Regions from separate parts of the Zea mays genome. Here region 1 is linked to region 2. The links are chromatin contacts, called in public Hi-C maps. All regions are on one chromosome and are shown on one strand. The core of a region is the stretch at or near the end of the contact, and the rest is flanking DNA. Distances in the headings are between cores, read along the strand shown. Region 1 holds the start of LOC103654636. Region 2 holds the start of LOC100283878.

Region 1 (4,805 bases), core at 305-2,804, 270 kb before region 2:
CCTGGACTCTTCCCCAAATCTCTCTCTTTCATCTCCACGAGAAGAAACAGAACACTGCACCAAGACTTGACTGCCAACAATTGGATACACGACATCAACCTTCAGCATCGAAACTTCTCTGCCCAACATTTGCCGAGTACATCACGCCTATGGCAAGAGACTGAGGCGCAACATCCTACTAAGAATGGCACGCTACATGGAAATTTGAGGAAAATGGAGAGTACTCTGCTTCTTCGGCTTACCAGGCCCAGTTTATAGGCGCAACCCGCTATAATTTTGAAGCCATAATATGGAAACCCTGGGCTCCGTTTGAATGTAAATTCTTGAGGTGACTTGCAATTCAGAACCGAATTTGGACCGTTCACATATTAGAAGCCTAGACGTGCCCAAACCAAAGGGATCTGCCCACTATGTAGGCTACATGTGGAATCAGGCCGGCACCTTTTCAGAGACTTACAGTTCACTAAACGACTATGGATCAAAATCGCCGTCTGGACAGCAAATTCTGATTTGCACCTGAATGCTTGGCCGCAAACTTTACGGTGCTTTAGAAAATCAAGGACGAGGTGAGAGTTTGGATCATGGTGGGAGGCTGGGAGCAGAGCACAATGATAACCTCTTGAACCACCACCGTCCGTGTTTTTTGACCCGTCGCTCCTCTGTCGGAGGTATTTTTTTCCCTTCTGTACTTAATTGTATAATTGGTGCGTTTTGTACAGTGCTTGTCTGGGCAACCCCTTCTTTTTAACACAGTGGGGACCTCTCTTGCCGGTTTGTTTAAAAAAAATAACTTCAGAATCAGAAGGAACTATCCCATCCTTCCTCGTAATCAGCTAGCTAGCTAGCTCTCTATCCGTCGTAATGATGGTGTGGTTCATGTGTTTTTTTTTTTGATAAACAAGAGGTGAAATCGCATGTCATTGCGTGTCAAATCGTCTATATAGAGTAGAACAGAACAGATTATATTACATGTCAAATCATGGCGACATATTTTCTGCGGAACAGAATGAAGAATGGATTATTATTATTTTTTATATATCTGCATCAAGAAAGGTGAATTCGCACCTTCGTATTGCGTGACCCTGGCCGGCGAGATGGGTGCTCGATTCTCGTCATCCTCCCACAGGGCACTAATCTTCACGCGGTACCATCTGCATGCGAACAAAAAAAAAATCAAAGGCCAAAAATATTTGCTCTCCAAATCGACAAACAATGCAATGCATATCTTTTTCTACCCATCGAGGGGAGTCGAAAAACGAATGCCGTTAAAAAAATACGAGAAAGTTAACATGTTCTTCAAAGGGAAAAAAAGAAAGGGACTGGGGATTTTTTTTTTTTTGGTCTCTCTCCGAATCCTTGATACCCTTGCTGGAACAGGTCCAGGTTGTGGAAGCGGTCGATGTAAATGGCCACCTCATGCGCCGTCTCCATGGCGACCGACCGACGTCCGTGCAGGGATCGCCACACGGCGGCGAATCGACGCCGGCGAGACCGGCCACCCCTCTTCCCTCTCCCCGTACGCCTTGTCGCGCGGCCACGCAAGCGACCTCCTCTTTTTCTTGGCCCCTTGGTGTCCGGCAAATATTTCTAAGCCAACCACAATGGTCGGACGGACTCATTAGTGGGCCTAAATACCCTAGCAGCTCGCATCGGCAGGCCCATTCGTGGAAAAATCTTCTTGAATTACGATGAGGCCACCAACCTTCCTCTCACACTATATATCTCACTTACTATTCAAAACTTCACTATATAAACAGTGTACAAAACAATATTTTGCACGTTTATATCCATGCTCCGTTGTAGGTATCTTAACACTAGTGCTATAACATTTGAGAGGCTCATCATTATTTAGGAATATATTCATGTACATACATCTGGGCTGGCAAGCACATCATAGTATGGCCTGCTAAAGCACAACCTCATTTGTGACCGTGCTAGCCCACGGGCCAAGCCATCGATCCAATACAAAGAAATTTATTCGGTCACTAAAATTAATCAAATGAAATGAAGCATAAACATAAGTACAAAACATATATGACCAAAAAATTGAGCTATTTTGTGGCTGTCGCGTTAAAAAACATTTGATCATAAGGGAAAAGGAGTCCAACCAGCGAGGTACAATTATTGATTTTTGACCCAAAACTTGACCCAATCCAAAAAACGGCTCAAAGCCAAAAAAAAAAACCGATCTGACATGTCCAATAGGGAAGCGTGGGCATACGAAGTCATACTCATACCCACTAGGAAAAAATTGACTCATACCCATACCCACTACCCATCATGGTTACAAAATTACGCCATACTCATACCCACCATGGGTAGCGGGTACCCATCAGATACACATACTCATTAACATTACGATAGACATGATCATTTGAATCGCAAAAATAAATACCAGCATAACAAATGTATCGAACCCAACATAATTTTATCACAGGTTCAACAAATATTCAAAATTAAATGGCAACATCATGCCTTCAAATCACACAAAACATAGCATTGATTCTACAAAACTGTGGACAAAATCATGTCTTCAAATCTAATTGTTCAATACACAATACTTAATATTTGAATATATTAGCGGGTTCCCCATCGAGTAGCGGTTATGGGGCAACAGAGAACATACACATGCCCACTGTACCCGATGGGCATAACAAATGACCCAATAAAATATCCATAGGTATCAAAATCCGCCATACCCGTACCCTAGTAGGCTTTTTATCCATCGGGTTCGAGTTTCGGGTACCCATTGTCATCCCTAGGGAAGCGCGAGCCGACCCAACTTGACATTAGACATGGGTCGAGTATAGGCCTACCAAATAACCCACGGCCAACCTTGACCTGATTTGAATCTGATCGACCTCCATGCAACTAGTACGAGTATCATTGTATTTAATCATAATCCATCTAAAAATAGCACTGGAATTAGCTTGCTTAAATGTAGGGGTAGAACGTACAAGTAGGGCCCCTTTGGTAGGGCTTATTTTTCAGCTTCGGCTCTGGCTCATGCAAAAGTTGTGCCAAACACCTTTTTTTCAAATGGCTTCACCAGTGAAGTGCTTTTCCAAAATGAACTAGAGGACATGAGCTAAAAAAATAATTAATTTTTTTTCAGCTCACGTCATTTTTGCACAATAGCCCTCCCACCAGTCCAAATTAATTTTTTTGGTCCTGCCCTCAATCCCTAGCCACGTACAGGAGAGATCGACCACGTAAAAAGTAAACTATACAAGGGTCTTTCTGAAAAACAATCTATAAGCCGTTTTGCCAAATGATTTTTCAGAATGGCTTTGGCTCATCTAAAGAAGTGGCTTCACCTCGTGAGCCAGAGCCAAAGCCGTTTTTGGAGAAGCCAGAGCCCTGCCAAAGCGGCCCGTAGTTTATCTCAGAAATCAGTAATGAAAAACGATTTTCAACTCTGGCAGAGGGCCCTGAATATCTTCCTTGTAACCAAAATTTGAAGGGAAAAAAATCAATTAAAATCCTTCCCGGGATGTATGTGCCAAAGGAACGGGAAGATCCAGCCAGCACGTCCCAGCAAGGTGACGCGAGCATGACGCACCGGTGACGCCCAGACCCAGGCCCAACAATGTGGGAACGGGACCACCAAAGGGGTCGCCACGCACGCTGCAGCAGCGGCGGCAGGTGAGAAGCCTGCAGCCGACCTCACCTGCGCCTGCATCACACACACGAGGCTTGCCGTCCTCTTCCCCCGCAGCATCACCAGCCAGCTGGAAAAGCGAGACAGATCACCAGAGCAATGGAGACCACAGACGACCAACAGAAGAAGGAACACGAAGAACAGGCAGGCAGCTGCGGCTCTGGGACTGGGCATCAGGCAGCCGCATGCCGTCACGCCATCACCTCTCCTCTCTTCTCGCCGTGTACAGACAGACACTGACGAAAAAGTGGCCATGATGACGACGATAATGGCGAGTTGACGACGAATGAAGATGCCCGTGCCCAGGCAAAATACAAAGTCAGAAACCACCTCTTACTCTTTGCCTCTTGTAAACCAGGCTCCATGTGTGGCAGGTGAACCTGCAGCAGAGCCCGCAGGCCCTGACGACGCCAAAAGTAAGAGGGTTAGTGAGGTTATGAGTAAAAGGCCCAAGATGAGAGAGACCATAATCAGCGAGATACAGCTTTAATCCGGCTACGCTGTCTTTTGGAGCCACTCGGGTCTTCCGTACCATCCGACAATTGCTGGGCACCACGTACGTGGGAGAAGAAAAAACAGCACATCCAACCGCCGCACTAGAGCGGCAACGGCCTGTAGATCTGCTGGAACAGACACAAACACTGTCATTTTTTTCCCCATCAGGCACGGAAAAATGGCGTCGTTTTATTGCCTTGATCACGACCTCTTCATCATCATTAGCGCCTTCAAAATATCCTGCAGGTCCACCGTCCCAAGAAAGAAAGGAAAAAAAAAGGTTGCAGCTTCTACTGTTCTGAAGTGTTGTAACACCAACTTTATTCAATGCGAAAGCTGCGTGTAGTTATTAATCCCATCCCATTGCTATCCTCCAGATGTTGAACCTGCGTGCTCGCTCTTGCGCACAAGCCAAATCAGTTAGTTCATCACGCGTATGAGAGCAAAATCCGCAATCGTGTTGCCAGATTGAGACTCGACTGAAAACTATGCGCATTTCTTTCTAGTTTGCACGCATGGAGTTGTCCAACGAAGAGCACAGGTCCGAAGTGAACGATATGTTTGTTGCAACACAAGTTACTCGAGAATCAGAAATGGTCTATGGAACCCACTGTATGTACAAGAAAATTGCACGAGCAAGACATTTGGG
Region 2 (5,177 bases), core at 1,071-3,570:
GCTTATAAGAAAAGCACTCAAGGAAAGGAATACATAGAATGGGGACGAAGGGGGCCCTTGAGCTTAGAAGCACTTCCGGTGAACAATCGCTGGTCCTGACTCATCGTACTCAGCCTTTGAGATCCACATCTGTAGCATATAAATACGAGAGCATGTTTTTAGAACCAAGAGCTTACTGGAACTACCGAAAGGTTGGAATATTTGCCATAGCAACTGGAAAATAACAAGTGTTATAAGGTTTTAACCTGTTGGAAGGTGCTCAGGGAGGCAAGGATGGACCCTCCTATCCAGACACTGTATTTCCTCTCGGGTGGAGCCACCACCTTGATTTTCATGCTGCTCGGGGCAAGGGCGGTGATCTCCTTGCTCATACGGTCAGCGATGCCAGGGAACATGGTTGTGCCACCACTGAGAACAATGTTACCATACAAGTCCTTCCTGATATCCACGTCGCATTTCATGATGGAGTTGTAGGTGGTCTCATGGATGCCAGGAGCTTCCATACCAATGAAGGAAGGCTGGAAGAGGACCTCGGGGCATCGGAACCTCTCCGCCCCAATGGTGATCACCTGGCCATCAGGCAGCTCGTAGCTCTTCTCCACAGATGAGCTGCTCTTGGCGTTCTCCAGCTCCTGATCATAGTCAAGAGCCACGTATGCAAGCTTTTCCTTGATGTCCCGTACGATTTCCCGTTCGGCCGTGGTGGTGAAGGAGTAACCTCTCTCGGTGAGGATCTTCATCAGGCTGTCAGTCAGGTCACGCCCAGCAAGGTCAAGACGCAGGATGGCATGAGGAAGGGCATAACCTTCGTAGATTGGCACGGTGTGGCTGACACCATCACCAGAGTCCAACACAATACCTGAAGGAACAGCAATCCATAATTGAGATGGAAAAATTTGGGAAGTCCTAATGAAATTTGGTCACCATGTTAAAGAATCATTACCAGTTGTACGCCCACTGGCGTACAGGGAAAGCACAGCCTGGATGGCGACATACATGGCAGGAACATTGAAGGTCTCAAACATGATTTGGGTCATCTTCTCCCTGTTAGCTTTGGGGTTGAGTGGGGCTTCCGTCAGCAGCACAGGGTGCTCTTCAGGCGCCACACGGAGTTCATTATAGAAGGTGTGGTGCCAGATCTTCTCCATGTCATCCCAATTGCTAACAATACCATGTTCGATGGGGTACTTCAAAGTCAGGATACCCCTCTTGGACTGGGCCTCGTCACCAACATACGCATCCTTCTGCCCCATGCCAACCATCACACCAGTGTGACGGGGGCGTCCGACAATGCTTGGGAAAACAGCCCTTGGCGCATCGTCACCAGCAAAACCAGCCTGCCAATAGTTTGTAAGAAAACGTGTGATTAAATTAGCAGAAAAAGGTTGCAGAATATGAAGTACCAGCATGAACAAGAACTACAAACCTTGACCATGCCAGTTCCATTGTCACAAACAAGGGGCTGAATGTCCTCACCGTCAGCCATTTGTTACTGATGATGCTGGAACAAAAACACGAGGAGACAAAGGATAAGTAACAGAATATCTATCTCAATAGGAAACAGCAAGTTTGGTATTAGCTGCATTTTCAGCAAAGGAAACAGGGCAAAAACACACTACACCACTATCCACTGAGACAGGACCTTGGATCATCTCTATTTTCTAATTTAACAAAAGGATTCAGATGAATCTTGTCTCAACACTGTGATTCATCTAAATCTACAGAACAGGCACAGTTTCTGCAGTCAAAACACGTTACGAGGGCAGTTAATGACACTCCAAATCGAATATTTCAGAAATCAAACAAATACAAACGCACTAGCGGGCGGTTATCCTTGCGAGGCAAGATGGACAAACTGTTCATCTTCTTCTTGTGACCCCGTAAGAACTGCTTGGCCGCGGCTTATGTTGATAACTAATCGGCAACCAGAGCTCAGCAATCGGAATGCCGCAGTAACAAATCGGATCTGATCTACTGTGCGCAAGAATGGGTTGAACTGCGTGCTTCAGACTAACCTCGACGCCACGAAAATCGTAATGGAGAAAGATTCGGAACTAATTCCTCCAACACCTCCTCTTCTTTCACCGCTTACCCGGAGATCTAGGAGAACCTGCCGCTGCCGCCGGCCGCGAGTCCTCGCTCCCACGGAGAGCGCACGAGAGTAAGTGGTTGTGATAGGCCGAATGAGGAGAGCCAAGGGTTTCGCCGGTTTTTATACGCGCATCCCGGCTGGGAGAAAGTTAATTAAAAAGGACAAATAGAAAATCTATACGCTTGAAAAACTCATCACTTCAAACGTCCACCCATCCTAACCAAATCCTGCCTTCAAAACCAACGCACCAAATCCTTTTATTTCCCTCTCATTCTTACTCAATCACGTGGAACGACCAATATTTCCTCAATCATTCTCGACACTTATCGTGTGTTTAGTTGTCCGCATATAAAGAGTCAGACTCTCTACATACATTGATCACAGCTTAACCTGTGTTTAGTTCACTACATCTAGTCGTACTGGCACGCACGCACCGATGTAATTTAGACTTATTTAACTGTATCTAATATATAGAAATTAGTGGTACCCAGTAAAAGAGGCTCATACGAGCTTGGCTACGCAAGTTAAGACATCCAATCACATAGTTATAGATCATTCATAGGCTCCATCAGCCTATATTGAAAGCAATCATACTGATATCTATTTCTTTAATGATTTCATTCACGTCCATTTATTCCTAAGAATCAACGGCGATATGTTAGGGATGTTTTTATCTCTACTACTCCTTAAGAGCAGAGTGTAGGCGTCCACAGTTTATTCTGGTGCACGGTTCTGCCTGGACCGCGGATGGAAGGTTCCGCGTGCTCTGCTCGACCACGCCTTCGCCCCACCCTGCGCATACCTGATAGTCGCCTAGAGGGGGGGTGAATAGGGCGAAACTGAAATTTACAAATATAAACACAACTACAAGCCGGGGTTAGCGTTAGTAATAATAAATGAGTCCGCAAGAGAGGGCGCAAAACAAATCCCAAGCGAATAAGCAAATGAGACACGGAGATTTGTTTTACCGAGGTTCGGTTCTTACAAACCTACTCCCCGTTGAGGAGGCCACAAAGGCCGGGTCTCTTTCAACCCTTCCCTCTCTCAAACGGTCCCGCGGACCGAGTGAGCTTCTCTTCTCTAATCAAAGCCGGGATCAAAACTTCCCCGCAAGGGCCACCACACAATTGGTGCCTCTTGCCTTGATTACAATGGAGTTGTGATCTCAAGAACAAGTGAGAAAGAAAAGAAGCAATCCAAGCGCAAGAGCTCAAATGAACACGGCAAATCACTCTCTCTAGTCACTAGGGTTTTGTGTGGAATTGGAGAGGATTTGATCTCTTTGAATGTGTCTAGAATTGAATGCCTAGCTCTTGTAAGTGGTTGAGAAGTGGAAAACTTGGATGGCAATGAATGTGGGGTGGTTGGGGTATTTATAGCCCCAACCACCAAATGTGGCCGTTGCTGGGAGCTCTCTGTTCGATGGCGCACCGGACAGTCCGGTGCACACCGGACAGTCCGGTGCCCCCTGCCACGTCATCGTTGCCGTTGGATTCTGACCGTTGGAGCTCTGACATGTGGACCCGCCTGGATGTCCGGTGTACACCGGACATGAACTGTTCATTGTCCGGTGCAACGGTATGGGCGCGCCTGCCGACTGCGCGCGCAGAGCGCGCATTAAATGCGCTTGCAGGTGACCATTGGCGCGGAAGTAGCCGTTGCTCCGTGGTTCACCGGACAGTCCGGTGCACACCGGACAGTCCGGTGAATTTTAGCGGAGCGGCTGCCGCGCGAACCCGAGGCTGACGAGTTCCGGAGGCCGCGGTTCGTTGGCGCACCGGACATGTCCGGTGCACACCGGACAGTCCGGTGAATTATAGTGCGCCGGCCTCCGCGAATTCCCGAGGGCGAAGGGTTGAAGTCGAAGTCCTCTGGCGAAGGGTAGAAAACGAAGTCTACGGGCGCACCGGACACTGTCCGGTGCACACCGGACAGTCCGGTGCCTCCAGCCAGAGGTGCCCTCGGTTGCCTTATTGCTCCTTTGTTGAATCCAACACTTGGTCTTTTTATTGGCTAGATGTGAACCTTTTGCACCTGTATAACTTATACACTAGAGCAAACTAGTCAGTCCAATATTTGTGTTGGGCAATTCAACCACCAAAATTATTTAGGAACTAGGTGAAAGCCTAATTCCCTTTCAATCTCCCCCTTTTTGGTGATTGATGCCAACACAAACCAAAGCAAATAAAGAAGTGCATAATTGAACTAGTTTGTAAAAGGTAAGTGAAAAGGTTACTTGGAATTAAGCCAATATAACTACTTACAAGATATGCAAGGAATGTTTCTTTCTTATATAACATTTTGGACCACGTTTGCACCACATGTTTTGTTTTTGCAACTTCTTTTTGTAAATCCATTTCAAAGATCTTTTGCAAATAGTCAAAGGTACATGAATAAGAGTTTGCAAAGCATTTTTAAGATTTGAAATTGTCTCCCCCTATTTCAAATGCTTTTCCTTTGACTAAACAAAACTCCCCCTAAAAGAGATCCACCTCTTAGTGTTCAAGAGGGTTTTGATATACCATTTTTGAAATACTACTTTCTCCCCCTTTTGAACACAATAGGATACCAAATGATAAAGACTTTTGGAAAGCACTAAGTGTTTAAATTTGGTGGTGGTGGTGCGGTCCTTTTGCTTTGGGCTCATTTCTCCCCCTTTTTGGCATGAATCGCCAAAAACGGAATCATTAGAGCCCTCTTAAGTATTTTCTTCCCCTTTGGTCATAAGTAACGAGTTAAGATTATACCAAAGATGAAGTCCGGTCCTTTTGCTTTTGAGCTTTTACTTTCTCCTCCAAGGATGAAGTCCTTTTCTTTGATGCTCATTTCTCCCCCAAAGACGAGAGAGTTGCTCGGAGTGATGGCGAAGCATGAGTTACGGAGTGGAAGCCTTTGTCTTCGCCGAAGACTCCAATTCCCTTTCAATATACCTATGACTTGGTTTGAAATCGACTTGAAAACACATTAGTCATAGCATATAAAAGAGATATGATCAAAGGTATTTAAATGAGCTATGTGTGCAAGCTAGCAAAAGAAATTTCTAGAATCAAGAATATTGAGCTCATGCCTAAGTCTGGTAAAAGAT

Evidence for each region. Hi-C and Micro-C count contacts between places; a contact is called where the count stands out from the background.
Region 1: a contact with region 2 is called in a Hi-C map of tassel, with 5 times the contacts expected there. The contact joins the promoter of LOC103654636 here to the promoter of LOC100283878 in region 2. A contact is called at or near these places in 2 of 25 Hi-C or Micro-C datasets (ear and tassel).

Annotation. Positions count from the first base shown.
Region 1 is chr4:221,488,609-221,493,413 of Zm-B73-REFERENCE-NAM-5.0, reverse strand. LOC103654636 reads right to left here and starts at 1,554. Exons shown (of 14, transcript XM_020552840.3): 1 at 1,364-1,554; 2 at 1,066-1,151. The coding sequence starts at 1,431.
Region 2 is chr4:221,219,523-221,224,699 of Zm-B73-REFERENCE-NAM-5.0, reverse strand. LOC100283878 reads right to left here and starts at 2,320. Exons shown (of 5, transcript NM_001412596.1): 1 at 2,016-2,320; 2 at 1,427-1,501; 3 at 944-1,337; 4 at 246-859; 5 at 1-129. The coding sequence starts at 1,486. The coding sequence ends at 64.